2 separate regions of the Pan troglodytes genome follow, and region 1 is linked to region 2. A link is a contact called in public Hi-C data. All regions are on one chromosome and are shown on one strand. Each heading gives the region's core, a stretch centred on a gene start, on an enhancer-like site or on the middle of the called end of the contact. The rest is flanking DNA. Distances are from core to core; before and after follow the strand shown. Region 1 overlaps ETV6 (ETS variant transcription factor 6). Region 2 holds the start of ETV6 (ETS variant transcription factor 6).

What was found. A called contact is a pair of places that touch in the nucleus more often than the background predicts.
Region 1: a contact with region 2 is called in a Hi-C map of stem cell-derived neural progenitor cells, with 2.4 times the contacts expected there. The contact joins the enhancer-like site here to the promoter of ETV6 in region 2. A contact is called at or near these places in 1 of 7 Hi-C or Micro-C datasets (stem cell-derived neural progenitor cells) and 1 of 1 datasets of contacts at active chromatin or transcription factors (stem cell-derived excitatory neurons).

Annotation. Positions count from the first base shown.
Region 1 is chr10:19,027,367-19,030,066 of NHGRI_mPanTro3-v2.0_pri, reverse strand. All of the region lies in intron 5 of ETV6 (ETS variant transcription factor 6), which reads right to left. Among named protein-coding and RNA genes, the nearest start is that of BCL2L14, 170 kb to the left of the region's middle. Within about 2 kb of position 1,411, at least 12 of the 24 cell types and tissues checked have an H3K27ac peak or open chromatin away from gene starts, as enhancers often do. A contact at or near this core is called in stem cell-derived neural progenitor cells, where this site is marked.
Region 2 is chr10:18,799,138-18,801,837 of NHGRI_mPanTro3-v2.0_pri, reverse strand. ETV6 (ETS variant transcription factor 6) reads right to left here and starts at 1,339. Exons shown (of 6, transcript XM_054664080.2): 1 at 863-1,339. The coding sequence starts at 895.

The DNA of each region.
Region 1 (2,700 bases), core at 162-2,661, 230 kb before region 2:
CATAATACTATATAATAAAGCGCACCAGACGTTCACTCCACTTCACAACACTTGAACGTATATGTATCAAATGGTTTTGGATCACAAGGTATTCATTAATTTTAAGTGCATTTTTCTTAAACGAAAGGGCTTTCTTCTATCTCAAGGCACACGGATATTTTAAAGAAATTTCCACTATTTGGATTTTCTTTTCCATGAGAAGTAGTTTATGAAAGTGTTTAGCCCAGTTCCCTCTCCTTCCTGCTGGGTGAGGTACCCTCGGTATCCGCCGCTAAAGGCATTGTAAAAAATCCCTTCCTGTGGTTAAGGAGAAATATTTTCACTCCCACGTCTGTCTCTTACCAGAGACTCATTGTATAAACTTATTGAGCAGAGATTGTAAAAAGATGGGCAATTCACACATAACCAACATGGTTTCTAAAGAAAAAAACCACGCTAGACAAAACTGATGCCTTAAAAAACTTTGAGCAGGAAAGTCAAATTATTGACATAGGGAATGTTTAATTATTGTGGTTAATTTAAATTTCAGGAAAGCTTCTAAGAAAGTCATTTTATGTTGTTTTAACTGCCCAAGTGGAATTTTAAAGAAGGCCTGCAAATGACAGTGCCATGGGCATAATTACCAGAAGAGAGGCTGAGTGTCCCTGTTACATTTTTTGAAATTTATTACCTAAAAATTAATATATTTCCAGTTCAGCAACAAAACACGCAAAGTAGCATATGAAATAAAAAGTTGCTACTAAGCTTTACAAATATGGTTCTGAACTGGGGGCATGTGGCAATATCTGGAGGCATTTCTGGTTGTCACACTGGGGTGCAGGGTGCTCCTAGCATCTAGTGGGTAGAGGCCAGTGATGCTGCTCAATCTCTTACAATATACTAAGCAACCCCACAAATTATTATGTGGCCCAAATATCAATAGTGTTGAGAAACCCTGCTTAGAGAAACACGGTTTACAACATTCAGGGGGCCATCTGCTGCTTGTTTTTTTTTTTTTTCCCCCTCCTCCTCCTCTATTCTAGATCAGCCATTACCTAGAAGCAGAAAGTTGGTCAATCCAGTGCAGCCAGGTGTGTGTTGATACGCAGAGGTGTGTTTACAATGGGCAGTTGCTTGTGCTTTGCCGTGGCTTAGGAAAACAGAAAACATATGTGCACGGTGGCACGCTGGGGGAGGGAGAAGTGGAGGCAAATAATACAAAAATCTACGCTTCCTGGCTTCCTGGCTTCCTGGCTTCCTGGGGCAGAAGAACCACAGCTGCAAATGAGGCTGGACCTTTTCACCTGTGATTACATAAGGTGTGGAGAAGGCTGGGAAACACCGGTATGCGAAACTCACACCCTGCAGCTGAGATCCAGCCCGCAGTTAGAACCTAATAAGGCCCAGCCTCCGCTTTGCTCAGGTGTGGGTGCAGCCTGGGAATTCACATCCAGGGACTGCAGGGAGGTAGGACTCTGTATTACAGCACTGTGCGCCCTTACGCAAACTGGAATTTCCAGTCTCCTCAAGCCCCTTCTATTATTGTCCATTCAGACACCATGCTGTTGATGTTTTTTATCTTTTAAAAACATTGTCCTGAAACTTCCTTCTCTTTTAGGGCTCTTTGATTTCTCAGTTGTTCACACTGAAAATAATAAAGTGCAGTGACTCAGCCGCTGGGAATATTCCTGCTGGAGTGGTGGCTCCTCCCCTCCCCAGTGCTCATCTTATTCATCCCCTCCAAATATGGACAGCAGGCAAAGCTTCAGGGAGGGGAAGCAGGAGCACAAAAGTAAATCTCCAAGGAAATAAGAAAACAGAGGTGGCCTTGAAGGGCACCCCACACAGGCCTTCCCTGTCAGTGCCCTGCGTGGCTCTGCAGGCAGTCGTGCTGGCTGTACCCACAGCTCCCACACAGTCCCTCTCAGATGGGCAGGATGGCAGCTCAGCAGTGAGGCAGGGGGGGACAGTGACACGTAGCAATTAACTTTCTTGTGCCATGCATTCACATGTTGTCTCATTAACAGTCAAAAGGGCCCAGAAATGGGTATTACTATTCTCAATATTACAGATAAGGAAAGAAGGGCTCAGGGACATTATGCACCTGCTTGGGAGTCAAGAACCGGATTCCAGTCATGGTGACTTCGCCATCCAAGCTTTTGCCACAGGCCCACACTGCTTCCCTAGGACTGTTCGGGGCCATCTGTCTCCAGGAGCTCTTGAGGGTACTGGGCTACAGAGGTCTACAGAAGGGCATCCCCCTGAGACAGTGTGGGAGGAAGCGGCTCTTTCACCTGGTACTAAAACACTGGAATCCCTGTGGCTTCTGGGGACATCCCACAACCCTATCTTTTCTTTCCTGCAAACACAGATATTTATGCACAGATGCATGTGTGCGAAGGTGCACATGTGTCTGCACACCCCACACCTTCCAACAAAGGCCGAGGGCTGAGACTTGCCCCCAGCACTTTCATGCAATCCCTTCACGCTTCTCTTTTACGAGGTCTTTTAGCTGTCAAGGCTGCTCCTGAGGCTCATGTACAAAAAAAAAAAAAAAAAGTCTATAGGCTTCCTTTGAAACAAATTCACAGCAGCATTAAACACTGTGGGAGGAAGTGGAGACAGAAGCAAGATGCCGGAATACAGTGACTTCTCCCAGTCCTTGAAGACCCTGAGGACAAGCCTCAAACTGCTTTCTCTGGAGTTTCATACTTTTTTCTT
Region 2 (2,700 bases), core at 90-2,589:
CAGCACCACAGTCTTTACAGATATATAGACATGCATACACACAACTACTGGGTAGCCCAGCAGTGTGTTTACAAACATCTACCGCCCTGCATTTACAGAGTGCTGCTTAGATAGCCTCTCTGCACTGTCAAACACAGAAGGTCATTTTGCCTGGTTGCTTAGTTCTTCCTCTCCCTCCATCACAGGAGTTTTCTACTTTGGGATTGCTCAACTTTCATATGGATCGGAGTAAAATAACTATTCAGCAACTTTATTCACCTTGGTTTTAAAAAAAAATTCATTGTGCAATGCCTAGGAAAAGCTGACACCAGGACTGTCTCTCCGACAGCGCTTGCAATTACAATCAGACGAGGGGGAAAAAAATCCTGTCTGATCAGACCCAGAGAGTCCTTTAAAAGAATAAAAAGATTCTATCGCAGTGGAAACTGAAGAACTTTTTTTCTAAGACGACCACCCCTCGGGAACAAAAGTTATATTTCAGTCACATGTTGGGTGTAGGAATAGGGAGCAGGTTTTTTTTTTTTTTTTTTTTTTTTTTTTTTTAAGCGCACTAATTACGGGGGTGTTTTACGGTTCTGGAGACAATCCGGGTTGCTCTGACCAATTGTGACCGGCATTTCATTGTCAAAAAGCAAGGGGGTGGGGGCCGAGGAGCCGGCAGGGGCTCGGCGAGGGGGGAGTAGCAAGGTTACCCTAAAGGGTACAGCAGCCGCCGCGAGCTGCATCTCCTTCCCTCGCGCCCCAAATAATTTCCTGCGAACAGAGCAACTGCAACAGCCCGCTCTGAGGAGCCCAGCACGACTGCCCTGGCCGGTGCAGCTCAGGGTTTCCACCACGTAGAAGGAGGGGAGAAGATTTTTACCTTAATGCTACACTGAGCAGGAGTCTCAGACATGTCTCACAGCGAGAGAGATCAGGAAGTTCTCAGGTTTTTTCCACTTTCCTTTCCTCTCCCCAACCCAGAAAGGCTCCACGGCCAGCCAGACGCGGTCATTTAAGAAGTTTCTTCCAGCATCTCTCCCGGCAGCCGCCCCGGGGGTCTGGAGCGCGCGGGGCGGGGCGGCCGGCGGAGTTGGGCGCGCGGGGCGGCGGGGGCGTGGGAGCCGGGCCCGAGCGCGGCGGCGGGGTCTGCAGGTCGCGGCGCGGGGACCCGGGACGCAGCCCGGCCGGCCTCCCGGTCTCTCCTCCCACCCGCAGCCGGCGCCCCCGCCCCCCGCCCTCCCGCGGCTCTCCCTCGCTCTCTCGAATGTTTTCCTTCCTGGAAGAGAGAAACTGAAAGGCAGAACTGAGAAAGCGCTTTGCTCATTGATCTTGAGAGTTTCAGTGCAGAAACTGACGTGAATTCCCAGCACTGAGCTCTGCCTCTTAAAGGAGCCACCAGGAAATAAAAGCTCGGGTTACAGCCCGGCATCAGGGAAATAAAAGCTGCGCGGGGGAGGGGCGGCCGCGGGGGCGCGGGCGGAGGAAACCCGGGTAGCGGGGCCGCGTGGGGCCGCGGCGGCGAGCGGGGCGAGCGGCGCAGCCCCCCAGGCCGGCCCCCGGTGCGGGCGCCCGCCCTCCACGCCGCGAGACCTCCCGCTGGCCGAGCCAATTTCCGGGCTTAAGGAAGACACCTTTAAAAAACGTTACACTGTGGCCCCAGACACCACAAAACAGGTTTTATTAAACTCCTCCCACCTCCCCTGGCTCCGACTCTTGGATACATCGATGTGCACAAGGGTTTTGAAACGTTTCACTAAGCGCAGATGCAACGAAAGTAATTATCTATGAAGGGCCATTCCGGTTAGGACGCGGAATCCGAAGGAGGAAATAAAACAATAGCCTTTGTTCTGCTTCTCGACCGCTGCCTCTTTAAGAGAATCCACCAGGAAATGGGAGATCGGGTTACAGCCTGCACACGGGGAAATGTGGGGAGAGCGGGCGCCCGAGCGCGACGCCGGAGACAAAGCCGGGGCGGCCGCGCCGCAGACGCTGGGGGACCGTCGGGCGGGGGGATTCCCGGGGAAGGTGGGCGCCCCGGAAAGAGGTGGCGCCACGCGCCCGCTCGGGGATGCGGCGGCCGCGGGCGCTTCCCGAGCCGAGCACGCGCTCCGGGAAGGGAAGGCTGCAGGGCAGTTATCAAAGGCAGCTGAGTTCCTTTTCCTGACCTCCCCCTCCTGTTTCGAAATCCACTGCCCTTTTAAAGAAATAGCGGCCGCTACCAACCGAAATAGGTGACTCGACTACAAAGTTGGCAGGACGTGTTCCTGCAGATAATACCCCTCCCCAGGACCGCTTCTCTGAAACCGTCATTGGCCGGTTGATTAGATGGCCCTGGGATCCTGCAGGGGGAGGAATATTTGGTTGGAAAAGCAGTTGAGGGGGGTTAAGGCCGTTGGGGCTGAAGGGTCTAGCCCTGAGCACAAGTGATCTGATCACTCTATTATTTTTATTATTATTTACACTCTCTTAAAGTGTCCACCACAAAAAACTGAGAACATTATCATTATACTTAAATTCTAACCTTGTTAGCACATATTGGGGGTTTAATATGTGGATGTGTAATGTAAAAGGAAATTTGTTATAATTTCTTAATAGAGTAATATATTAAATATGGTATAAATATGTATATACGCATATATACCCATATATGTTACCTGCACTGGACCAGGACACATTTCCCCGAGTCTCCCCACCCTACAGATTTTTCCTACCCACTTT